Regions from separate parts of the Hordeum vulgare genome. Here region 1 is linked to region 2. Evidence: chromatin contacts called from public Hi-C data. All regions are on one chromosome and are shown on one strand. The core of a region is the stretch at or near the end of the contact, and the rest is flanking DNA. Distances in the headings are between cores, read along the strand shown.

Region 1 (6,314 bases), core at 1,727-4,226, 45 kb after region 2:
GAGATAAATCAATTAAAAACTAAGACAAAAGTCAAAACTTACAAAAAATAGTGTGTACATGTAGGCCCCAGCTGCAACAGGAAGACCAAGTGCAGTAGAACCTTCAGGCAGTGATTTCAGCTGATTAACAGATATTCCAATTAACAACAGAGCAAGGGCTTCCCACTGTCAATAAAAAACAGGATGATGTCAATTACACAAGTTCATGGCATCGCAAAATAAGTATAGCATTACATTTGGACACACACACACACACACACATACATATATATATATATATATATATATATATATATATATATATATATATATATATAAGTGATCAATTTTCTTTTAACTTGCACCAATAAAAATATGACTTAAACCCGGACCACTCATGCTTATAAATACTGAAACACAAACATGTCCAAATTCAGATTACATGACTAATGACAATTAAGAGAAAACTTACCTGAATTGTGGAAAAGCGCCTCCTCAGTAACACCTTTAGGAGCACAGCGATTATCAGAACCTACAAGCATCGATATAATACATACTTATGATCACAGAACACAAAAGTGTACGCCAGATGCAGCCAGGCCCCAAATGAACGTTAATGGTTGAAAGGCATATTCCAAAACTGAGATTACTAGGAGGTCATCCAACTAAAAAAAAGGAGGTTATGTATCATCAACGAAAGAATGTGTGCCCGTCCAAATGTGCATGTGTAGCCCATGCACGCACGGACCAACATTGAGATTATGCAACTACCAAGACTCAGACATCTAGCATGTAAAGAAGGAAACTACAATACCTTGAGATTACCCAGCATTTTCACTGTCGCGGGATTAAAGTATAGCTGCATAACACAGAGGATCAATTCTGTTGGTTAGAAAATTTGTACCATATTCAAGTTACACCAATATAAATGTTGGGCTCCGCTATTTTGCTTTTTTAACAGAAAAGAGAGAGTAAGAAAAGGTTACTATGCCAAGTCTAATTTCTGAGGTGCTGATCAATTTTTTACCTGCATTATAAACTTCAAATAATTGTTGATAGCATACAGAAAAGCAGGTACCGCGAGAAGAACATTGTTGCGGGCAGCCTGTCAAATGGTAAACAATTAGCATCACATATTAGATCACTAAATTTCCGCTATTTTTGCCTTCACGACAAAAATAAAGGTAGACTGATGGATAGTAGAAAGTAATAAATGATTAGCCGTCAGTTAAGTTGTGCTATCGTGTAGCAATTTGACAGTATATGGCCAGGTAATGAGGATACACAACCACATGTTCTCTTCAAACAAGATAGCATGCATATCCATCAAGCGGGGTTTTTCAATTGAAATCAGGCCAGGAATTGACCAGATGTTGCATAGCTACTCACCTGCACAAATGTTGAAACTGTGAGAAGTGGCTTCTCTCCCACCTTTACACGCCTAGCCTGCATGAGGTAAAACCAAACATGATAAGGGAGTCAGTCACAGAAATCGCTACGAGAGGAAGTCTTCTCTGATCAATGTTACAATTAAAACGTGAGAATATTATACAGAATGTTCATTCAGTCCACTTGGCAGCATACTCAAGTGAACAAACAGAACACCTAACCTCACAGAAATTAAATTATTTTCAGATCTCGATAATAGTGAAACTAAAGAATATGGACATAAAGACACATCATATGAAAGCAACGGATTAAAACAGATGATTCCACATACCTGGAAGAACAGCATGATGATGGCAAAGATAACTTTTGTAATCTCTGTCAAGAAGTTCACACTGACTGGGCTAAATTTGAATTTTCCATCCACTTTACACATGTATACCAATATCGGCTACAGAAAAAGGAGGTAGAAATGTGTCAACAGACATGAGAATGTGCAACATGAAATGCCAAAAAGTTAATGAAAACCTGGATGAACATGCTCAGTTGGCCACATAATTTTTTAACACCATTACTCTAGTACTCAATCCTATAACAAATTTAGGTATCAGCGATGCAAATTATAGAAGGGTCTAGATAGTAAGCAGACATCGGTTCTTCTACAGGCAGCTGGTGCGTGTTTCTAGGCAAATGCTGACATCAATATACAGTGGAGAGCACCCAAGTAAGCGGTCCAAAAAAATCACTACTTTCTCATCGAGTATTAATGACCCCATTCTCCAACACTGGGCACCGTCTGGTTACTCCAGTACTCCCTCTGTAAAGAAATATAAGAGTGATCTAAACACTCTTATATTTCTTTACAGAGGGAGTAAAATAAAACTGACACTGAAAAACAGAGCTCAGGAAACTCCATACTGAAAAACTAGCACCGGCCTGTACTGTAGCTAGCCATACGCACAAAACAGCGAGTTGTTGACCCCAAAACCACTCAATCCTACCGCAGCACAGGCCTGACGGTTCAGTCGTTACATGACAGTATGACACTTAGCGAATTGGAGACCGACCAGACACATTGATCAAACCGAGCAGAGCAGAATGCAGAGAAGGAAGCAGGCGTGACCTGGAGGCCGGCAAGGACGCAGTCGCCGGAGACGAGGAGGACGTTGAGCGCGCGCTGCCGCGACGAGACGGTGCTCCGGTGGCTGTCGTAGGCCTTGGACACGGCCGCCGCCGGCACGGCCACCTTGGCGTGGCACACGCTGCATTCCACCTCGCCGCTCATCCCCTCCGCCGAAAAAAGCCTCGCCAAAACCCTGCGTGCGGTTCGGGGGAGCAGCGCCGACAAAATGGCGGAGGGTTCCGGGGGAATCGCCCGAGAAATCGCGGGGAATTGCGGGCCGGGCCGGGACGAACCGGGGGGAGGCGGCAGCCCTATCCGGCGGCGGGCGCGCCCACCATGGGACGGGAGCTCGCGGCGGCCGAGGCGATCGCGATGCGAAGCTTCTGGAAGGCGCGGGCGGGCGAGGGGGGCAATGAGGAGCGGAGGAGAGGGAGAGGTCAGAGGAGAGGAGAGGAGAGGAGAGGAGCGGAAATATAAATTCCGTGGGAATATCCCATCGAGAACGAAAGGGGAAAGGGCTTTTCTGCGAGGTTTTATCTTTCCATGTAAGCCCCTGGCGTCTACCTGTTTCCGTATGAGGTCCCTCCTATATACAGTATACTCCGTCATACTACTACCAAACACGGCCCAAATATTTCTAAAAACGTACGTGAACCACGGCTGATTCTTCTTGTTATGAAAGAGGGTCTTTGGTGCCCCCGTGGACGAATGTGAAAAACCTGGTGAAACCGAGGGGCTAACTTTGGTCCATCATAATAGGGATTACCCGATATGCTCAAGCATAAGAATGGCATGAAACTATTACCCCATTAATGCATGCCATGTTTAGACAGCCTACGCCTTTCGTGCCATTAATTTGTGTTCCTTCTTCTAGGGAAACAATTTGTTCCTTCTAGTCCCATAATGCAATGCAGGTGTGCACCAAATAGCGTCCAGATTCAACGTCCAATCCCCTTCACCGGCACCGGTTCGCGTCAACATGGTTGCTTCTCCAACCCTAAAAGAAAAACATGGTTGTTTCCACCACCTTCAAAATACCCAGTAAAAAATGGCACTCCAGCTCGAGCATGCAGGAGAGTGCAGGGGCCAAACTGAAACTCGGCACCGTCCGTTTTCTGCCTGGCGGATTACGCAGACCGACAAAGTGGAGGCTGCCCAGACGCGCACACGCGAGCCGGTGTTCCGAGACTGCCCCCGTCCTCCGGCCCTGTCGGACGATGGCGAGTTCGAAGAGGGCAGGGGGCGTTTCGGGAACTTCAGGTCGCGCACGCAGGTGCGGCCGCGCCGAACCGTTAGACGGGGCGATAAATAAAATTGATTAATTGGTTGCGGGCTACGAGGAGGGGCTTGGGCTAATCGCTATCCGGAGTCAAGCCTGCACATGGGAGCATCCTGGCCGTTGGGGCCCGTGCAGGCGCCACGTGTGCCGCGTCTGCAGCAGCAGCAGGGCTGGCACCGACACGGAGCCAAGTGGAAGATCGGTTTGGTCCACATGGGGGCTCCTTTGGCAGCAGAAATACTCCAGCAGGCACTGCCATCTTCTATTTCAAAAAGTTCTCAAAAAAATTGTATTCCGAAATGTTTTGAACGAAATGTGCGCCTTTCAAACTTAATTTCTGAGTTCCTTGCAAAACGGTGGAGCGGTGTAGGTGTCGACGGGCGCACCATGGCACACGCACTCGCTCAGTCGGCGCATGCTTTTAAAACTAGAGCGGTGGAGCCCTCATGATTGAAGGTCCATCGCGTCGTTATTGATGGAAAATATGTGTGTTGTTTATCAAATATAGCATTGTTAGGGGTTTATTTGTTAAAATGTAATCGGCTACAGCCTTGCAATCGGTGGGCAGTGAGACGAGGCTAGTGGTGATGTCTGGAACGAAGGTGACAATATAGTTGCAGGAGAAAGGCTCATCGAGGTGGTTGGTTGGTGAGAAGACGACACCGTAGAGAAGGCATATCTCAAAGAGGCGGCAAGGAGGAGGGGGGACGCGAAGGCGACAGATGCCTGTAGGCTGGCCCTGGCACCGTGGTTTCCATGGGTTAGCCCACATGTTTTGTAGTCATCACTTACCTTGTGTCAGCCTGTGATGGCCTCATCTTCCATTGGCATCTAAGACCGGATTCACACACAAGCATACGCGCAACTTATAATTTTTACGCATGATACTTGTTTCATTTATGTTACCTTGCTAGCTTATGTGATATTTAGGCGACATCTCGTAAATGAAGGACTTGCTTCCAAGATAATAGCAGGTAATAATCTCAAGAAAAAAAAGACGGCTGGTGTATTTTTTCAAGAAGGTTTGTCTTCTTTAAAAAAACACAAGAATTCAATGAAAAAAAGAGTAGGCAATGCATTGTTTAAACAAAGTTTTGACTTTCTTACAAATAGCGATACAACATAGATGTCAATAGGCACACACACGCACGACACATACTTCAAATTTATAATCTCAAAGCTTTCAAGATCAAAAAAATCAGTGTATTGCTAATAATGGAAACATGGTCTCTCATGAACAAAATCAACTTAATGAGAGACACATGGCTTCAAATATAGCATTTCCATATGATTTGTTCTTTAAAATGTAGTTGATGATAATATCGAGCGTCGGTGGACTACAGAGACGAGAAAAAAACATAGCATCATGCTTATCCCAGATTGGTTGCTTCCCTTCATAACCACGAATTCCTGAATTGTGGTTCCCTACCATTTGGCTTCGGAGCTACGCAAACTTCTCTCTGTCCTTTTTGTATGCATTTTTGTCTCGGTAATCAAGGAGGTCCATTCCTCATCGGTAGTGCTAGGATATAGATTTTTGATATACTCTAAATCATACTCGTCGTCAAGTAGCTTGTTTGCACGGTATCTATTACTATTCAAGGCCTTAGTGAACACGTGCAAGGCATGGATTTCTCCAAGTGCATTGTCTCGTTCATTAAACTTGAAAATATCTATCATCTTTCCTAACAGGAGGTTTTCCCATTGCTTGTTTTTAGGGCCCCTTAAGCATCTAATGTTGATGCCACAACTTTCACGGGCGATGACACCTATGACGTTACCCCATTTCGTGGCGTTCTTGGTCGTACTAACGGGTCTCTCCTCTTTGTTAATCCATTTTATTATGTAAGTAGTTGTAGGCACCTTATTCCGTGACCTATGCTTTCGCGGCTGATTTTCCAAATATGTTTACCCACCGTATGCTTTGTTTGAGAGAGAAGCCTCGAGTGAAAACTATGGTCCCCGGGTCTACTTAATCATATCTGCTAGTACCATATAAATACATTTCTGCAATTTATTGTTTGTTTTTACTTTTTATATTTATATATCTATCTCTATCACAATTAATCCTTGCAAGTAACGAGTTCAAGGGGCTTGACAACCCTTTTGCCCGTGTTGCGTGCAACTGTTTGGTTTTATGTTTGTAGGTGCTGACAACGGGAGTTTGCTTGATTCTCCTACTGGTTCGATAACCTTGGTTCTCACTGAGGTAAATACTTATCGCTACTATATTGCATCACCCTTCCTCTTTGGGGAAACCTAAGTTCTCACCTAGGTAGTGGTAATGTTACTGGGAAAAGTGTGATTCAAGTTTTTTTCACTTTCACTGGTTGTTAACCATGATAGAGGGATCAATTCTTACTAGAACTAATAGTTACACGGATGCTATATATTTCCTTGCTTATAGTGGAATTGGAGAGCCAATTTGTGCACATGCGCCCTCCGTTTACAATGGTTGTTTCAAGAGTTTTCTAATATTCATGATCCTTCTACCAAGCGCCTAGCTAATATATTTCTTGTTCATGAGTTCACTCATATCATAAAAGA
Region 2 (6,449 bases), core at 1,434-3,933:
TTTGGAAATTCTAAGGATATGAACTTGGTTGCTGGATATAATTCTCTTGGCCGAGAAACTGGAGGCTCTCAAACACTGGATTCTGACATAAAACCTAGACCTGTCAGTAATAGCTTAGGAACTACCGTTATGGGTGTCATAAGAGGTTCTGGTAGAGGAGCAGTCAGCACATTTCATGCATCATCTGATGCTGGTGGCAGTAATTCTTCTGATATAACCCCAAGCACAAGTGGGTTAATGACGAACACTGAGACACACACTGCTTCCACACCCTTCAAAACAGATTTATCCTCTCTAGGATCATATGCTTCACCTGGAGTTTCCGGGAGTGCTAAGCGTCGGTTCTCTGAGGCACCAGGACAATCACAGTACAGAGATCGGGCTGCAGAAAGACGAAGTCTATACGGATCATCTTCATCACTTGCCAATGATGGACTGGATACAAGTAAGAATGCACTTCCTTTACTTCTCACCATGGCAAATTGTACAGTTGTTTCTTCTTTCCTAGACTCGTTTCTACTTTCTGGAGCACAATATGTCATGGACAAAATAATGTTTCTTCTTTCCTAGACCCGTTTCTACTTTCTAGAGCACAATATGTCACGGAGAAAATAATGTCCTTACTCTGTTACATTTTGCAACTATCATTTCTGTGTTCTGCTGAGTGCTGACAGTATATCCAGCCTTGTATTATTAGGCCGAACATGGTGTGGATGGACTCTGTTTCTTGATCCTATGCAATTATGCATTATAGGGCCGATGTTTTCAGTCTTGCTTGTTCAAGATCTGTATTAATATTCTGGAAATTCCTTGTTAAGCTGGTGAATATTCGTCTCGAAAGGGTTCAAGTGAGATGGGATCAATGCCATTTCCTCCAGGGGTGGGTGAACGTTCCGTTGGTGAAATTGACAACACTGAAAATTATGAGGTGATCACTGCTGACAGAGCAATAGACGAAAACAATGTGGGCAATCGTATTCTGCGCAACATGGGCTGGCAAGAAGGACTGGTATGTTTACGTATTTCTCAGCTTTTAGCCCCTTAGATGGATTAGCCGCAATTTTCCTTATTAGCATTAACTGTTGCCTGCATCTGATCACATGTTTGTAGTGCCTACATAATTTTTTTTGCCTTTTCTGTTTTCTATATTTTCGAGAACCATTCTGCTGTTGCTCTTTTGAAATAAACTATGTATGGCCTTATCTTAATACGTTGAATATTTTTCTCAATCCTTGTAACATTTTTCTTTAATAATAATTGCTTGTTTGGGTTTCTGTGGGCAGTCACTTGTCAGTTTAGGTTTTCACTCTTGACTGAGCTAGTAATATTATTCCTTCACATCTTCTGTTTAATAAAAAAAATGCTAAATTTACTTTTAGTAATTATAAACTATAATTGATTTTCTAGCTTTAAAAAACTTTGAATGGGCATAAACTGTGTTAGGCACACAAAGTTAATCCGACTGCAGATGGATCAGTTTGCCAATATTTCCTACAGAATGGAAGCTGGGTGTCTTGAACATTCCTTCTGACATGAGCATGTATTGGTATTTTTTTCCCTTGCAACTATTTTGCAAAATACCCAGGGTCTTGGAAAGGATGGTAGTGGCATCAAGGAGCCGGTGCAGGCCAAGCCTGGCGATGTGAGAGCTGGCCTTGGTAGTCAGCAGAAGAGAGCCGATCCATCGCTGGAGGCCCGAGCCGGCGACAGCTATAAAACCATAATCCAGAAGAAGGCAATTGCAAGATTCAGGGAGATGTCCTAAGTACTTCTCTTTATTTCATCATGTATAATTAGTTCTGCTACTCGTTTCATCGGTGTTAATGTTAAGACCCCCAAGGCTTGCATTTGTACCGTTAAATTTCCCTTTTGTCTTGCTAGCTCCATATTTCTTGGTGTAATTCAAGCACCAAGTAATTCAAACTATCTCTGTACCTGTTTTCTTTTTCTTGCCTACTTGAATTCAATGGTGTGATACTGAAAACCCCATGCTTTGTTGAATGGAGTTAAAACCTGGTGTTGCAATTTACCTGTTAGCCGGAAATGATTGCTTGCACTAGTCAAAAGTACTCCCTCTGTTCTTAAATACAAGTCTTTTTTAGAGTTTTCACTAATGAATTACATACGAAGCAAAATGAGTGAATCCACACTCTAAAGTATGTTTATATAAATCTAGTCTTTTAGTGCAACCTTTAAAAAGACTTATATTTAGGAACTGAGGGAGTATGCTGCATGCTAGTGGAAATTTACCTGCAAGTAGAAATCGTCACAGATAGTCCAGTTTTGTGTTCTGTTTCCCTTGGGAACCTATGTCAAGCAAAAAATAGAACAAGAAACTCACGGGAACGTAAGTAACACGAGACAAATAAAAACGAAAAGGATTCTTGTCAACCACATTTTTTTTATAGCGGTTGTCTATCTCAGATCGTCAGTGTACGACGGCCAAGATCGTGGAAACTTTCAGAGCTAACCTCTTATTCCAAGACGATTATTTTGATAGAATGGCCATATTTCCTGGGATTTTGATTCGGTGGCACACCTTGTTTTTTTGCTTGGTATAAGATGACAACATGTTTGACTGACTGTTGGACAAAATGGCACAGAACGAGGACCTTATATATCTCCATGTCTGGGCTCACCCGTCATACACTCTGGACGAGTTTGCCCTCTGTTCTTTTTTTCTCTCTGACTCGTTCAGTACAGAAGTGCCCGATCCAAATCACAGGGTACCCACTGAGAGTGGAGTAGAGAGAGAGAGAGAGAGAGAGACGCAGGCCGCATGGCGACGCTGCCACAGCGGTTCAAGCTGCTGGCGACGCGGTGCGCGGCGGGGGCGCCCAGCCCTTCGCGCAGCCCCGCGCCGTCCTACGCCACCAGCCCCGGGTACCGCCTCCGGCGCCGCCGCGGGTCGCGCCTGCGCCGCTTCCTCTGCCGCCGCGTCGGCGGCGGGCTGCCGGAGCCCGCGGGGCGCCGGGAGGAGGACAAGAAGCCGCTGGTGGGCCGCGGGAGCCGCACGCTGAGGGATCTGTTCGTCGCGTCGCCGGAGGCGGGGCGCACCCGCCGCGGATGCAGCTGCGACGCCGACAGCGACGACGACGACGAAGCAGGGCCCGCTGGCTCCGGCGGCGCGTCGGGGACGGCCGGCGGCGGCGGCGGGAGGAGGTTCCGGGCCGCCGGCGGCGGGCTGCGGAGCCTCCTGATGCGGCGTAGCTGGCGGCCGGTGCTGGTGGCGATCCCGGAGAGCGAGGGCGGCAAGATCGAGCTCGGCGCCATCGAGGAGTAATCAGCGACAGGACAAGAATTGCATTCCCCCGGCGTGGATCGGAGCCGGGAATCTCGCGTCGCTTTCCGCTGTCCGTCCTCTTTTTCTTTCTTGATTGATGATTGTTTGTCTCTTTTTTCACCTCTCCTAGGCGTCCGTCCGTCCGTCCCTGTGAATATGGAAATAGTACCAGATTACTGTCACACTGTCATCCTAAACCGTGAGTGCACAAGAACAAGAACAAAGACAGTGTGTGATCTTGTCAGTAATAGGAGCACTGCAGTTTTATAGCTAGACAAATCCAGGTGCAGCAATGCATGATGAGTGAGTACTCCAGAGTAGAGTAGCACCTCTGGTGATCTTGTCAGTAATAGGAGCACCGCACTTCAGTTAGACAAAGCCAGATGCAGCAATGTTAGTAGAGTACCACTCCTGATGTACCTGCCGAGGTGCCAACACAGGTTATGCGAGAAATGTTTACTGCCAAGATAACTTGGACCGGCGTAGTACTACGTATACGTACAGCCCTATTTATCTCTGTCACAGTGTAGTGCTGTGGCACAACTACATTTGTGACCACACACAGACACAATCAATGAATCTGGAGTTGGATGTGCCTGGGCCTGCATGCGTTATGATCGATCGGTTTATTAGTTTAACCGACCCGACGGACCCGCGCGTCGTGTCCACGTACAATCAATCGATGATCAGCTCAGCTCAGCTCAGCTCAGACAGATAATGTTTTTCAACGTGTGAGCTTTTGCACCCAGGAAAATCAGCGCCAACACACGTTCAGCTGTTCAGAAGAGATGAGATACAAAATCGCGATGCAATCGAATTACCAAAGATGATTGGTTTTCGGAGGTGAAAAAAAAATGTTCCTTGCCGGGCTCGCTGGCTCTAGGTCTTGTAGCATGTCACGCGAGCTGCCGCTGGGGGTGGGGACGGCGAGTGAAGAGATGGATCAGCCGGCGCCGTCGCGAGGGCAACCCGACGGCAACCGTTTGTTCGGATGGTCGGAGGTTCCGGTCTGGTACCAACGCTGGGAGCGACAATGCACAAGATGCCTACTCTATCGTGGGTAGTACAATGCATCTCAAAGCCGTCCGAGCCTGTCTAAAAAATGATGGTGGTATCTACTAATCACCTAGGAGTGGGACCACTAGTACGTTGACATGTTGTGATGCTCGTGAATAAACAACTACAGTAGAGATGAAAATGGATAGATATGTTACTTCAAATGAAAGAAGTGAGCCCTGCCGAGAGTTGACCTTCGCTTGTTTTGTGATCGTGGACCTTCTAGAATAGATATTCGATGCTTTCTCCTCACATGATAGATCCCTTAAATTTTGTTTCAAGCCATTTTATAAAGTTTTCTTTTAAGAAAAGGAGGAAGACTCCTGTCCTCTGCATCTCGACGATGCATGCAATCACTTTATTAATAATACACAAAAGACTTTACAAAGTAATACAGTAGTAAGACTGAAGCCACCGTTTAGACAACATCTATCATTACTTCTATTCATTTGATGAAGGGATGCAGATAGTCTGAGTCTAATACCAAACAATTATCGTAGCCAAACCTAACATGTAAGATCTCAGGCCCAACCAAGCCACCTACCGGTTATGGGGCACCCGTCGGTCTGGCGCACACTCATAGGCCGCCGCCGCCGTCGCCACCTGCTACCAATCCATTTTCATAGCTGTACTGATGCATCAACCTTGCCCGGTCTAGCTGTCGCCGACGCCACCACGACGTCAGACATCATCACCCTCCTGCGCGAGTCCATCATCGCACATCGGACGCCTAATCTCCAAGGCGCCATGCCATCAAGAACCGTCGCCATCAATGTGTATGATGAAGCACCACTCCATTGAAGATGTCATCCATTGGTCCCTCGAGCCCGTGTACACCTCCAAAAATGAGGCCCCAAGGGGGAAACGACGCAAGCGCGTCGCCGTCTTCTGATCGATCGATCTAGAGTTTTCCCCGAAGGTAGCACATAGTGATCTAGAACTTCTCCACGATGAAGCCTTCAAGAAGAGAACGACACCGTAAAGCGCCGCCATCGTGGCCTTGGCATCTAGCCAAGAGCAGGTTGTCACCCAGATCTGTTCGAAGAACTCCATCCGGCTTCTTATGCACGGATCGTCGCCTTCTCTGCCGGAGACTAGGCCAACAGGATCCAGACGCCGCCGCCTGACCGGCCGCGGCACCACCACAGTGCCAAAACATCCAGCTTTGCTAGGCTCACCACGCGAGCCTGCCGCCGTACCAGACCCGTCGGCCCGCCAAAGAAGACCTATCATGGGAAACAAAAAATTTCCTACGCACACGAAGACCTATCATGGTGATGATCATCTACGAGAGGGAGATCGGATCTACATGACCTTGTAGATCTCTAAGCGGGAAGCGTTAAGAAAAGCGGTTGATGTAGTGGAACGTCTTCGCGATCCAAATCGCCGTCGTCCCACGATATGTCCCGATCTAGCACCGAACGGACGGCACCTCCGCGTTCAGCACACGCACAACTCGATGACGATCTCCGCCTTCTTGATCCAGCAAGAGAGACGTTGAAGTAGATGAGTTCTCCGACAGTGTGACAACGTGCCGGTGATGGTGGTGATCTACTCCTGCACGACTTCGCGTGAGCACGGCAGAAATCCGATCTAGAGGAAGAACTACAAACTAGAGGAGAGGGTAGCACGTGGCTGAAATTGTGTCTCAAAAACCATGAAACCTCTAGTATATATAGGAGGAAGGAAGGGCTAGGCTTGCCTTCCAGGGGAGCCTTCCCTTGGCTCGGCCGAACTAGGAGGAGGAGTCCTCCTCCAATCCTACTTGGAGTAGGACTCCTCCCCAAGTTGTCCACCTCTTTTGGTTTTTCCACTTTTTACCTCATGGGCTTTTTTGGTTGACTAGTCAGCCCATCAAGAGCTATTGCGCCACCATCAAGTCCACGTGGCCCTCTTGGGGAGTGGTGGGCCCACATGATGGGCCCTCGGTACCCATTCGTCACTCCCGGTACACTGTCAGTAATGCCCGAAATCCTTCCGGAATCCAAATACCAACTTCCTATATATCAATCTTCGTTTCTGGATCATTCCGGTGTTGGAATTATGCCCTAGAGGCAATAATAAATATAATTATTATTATAGTTCCTGTATCAAGATAATCATTTATTAT

What was found. A called contact is a pair of places that touch in the nucleus more often than the background predicts.
Region 1: a Hi-C map of leaf shows a contact between it and region 2, with 2.2 times the contacts expected there. The contact joins the promoter of LOC123445049 here to the enhancer-like site in region 2. A contact is called at or near these places in 3 of 6 Hi-C or Micro-C datasets (leaf and seedling).

What each region holds. Positions count from the first base shown.
Region 1 is chr3H:559,144,134-559,150,447 of MorexV3_pseudomolecules_assembly, forward strand. It overlaps LOC123445049 (CMP-sialic acid transporter 3), which reads right to left and starts at 2,977. Exons shown (of 15, transcript XM_045121973.1): 1 at 2,489-2,977; 2 at 1,700-1,816; 3 at 1,369-1,425; 4 at 1,007-1,084; 5 at 794-838; 6 at 452-511; 7 at 43-165. The coding sequence starts at 2,650.
Region 2 is chr3H:559,099,633-559,106,081 of MorexV3_pseudomolecules_assembly, forward strand. LOC123445048 (SUPPRESSOR OF ABI3-5) reads left to right here. Exons shown (of 17, transcript XM_045121966.1): 15 at 1-445; 16 at 819-1,009; 17 at 1,586-2,029. The coding sequence ends at 1,765. Among protein-coding and RNA genes, the nearest start is that of LOC123445048, 11 kb to the left of the region's middle. Within about 2 kb of position 2,684, at least 3 of the 3 cell types and tissues checked have open chromatin away from gene starts, as enhancers often do. A contact at or near this core is called in leaf and seedling, where this site is marked.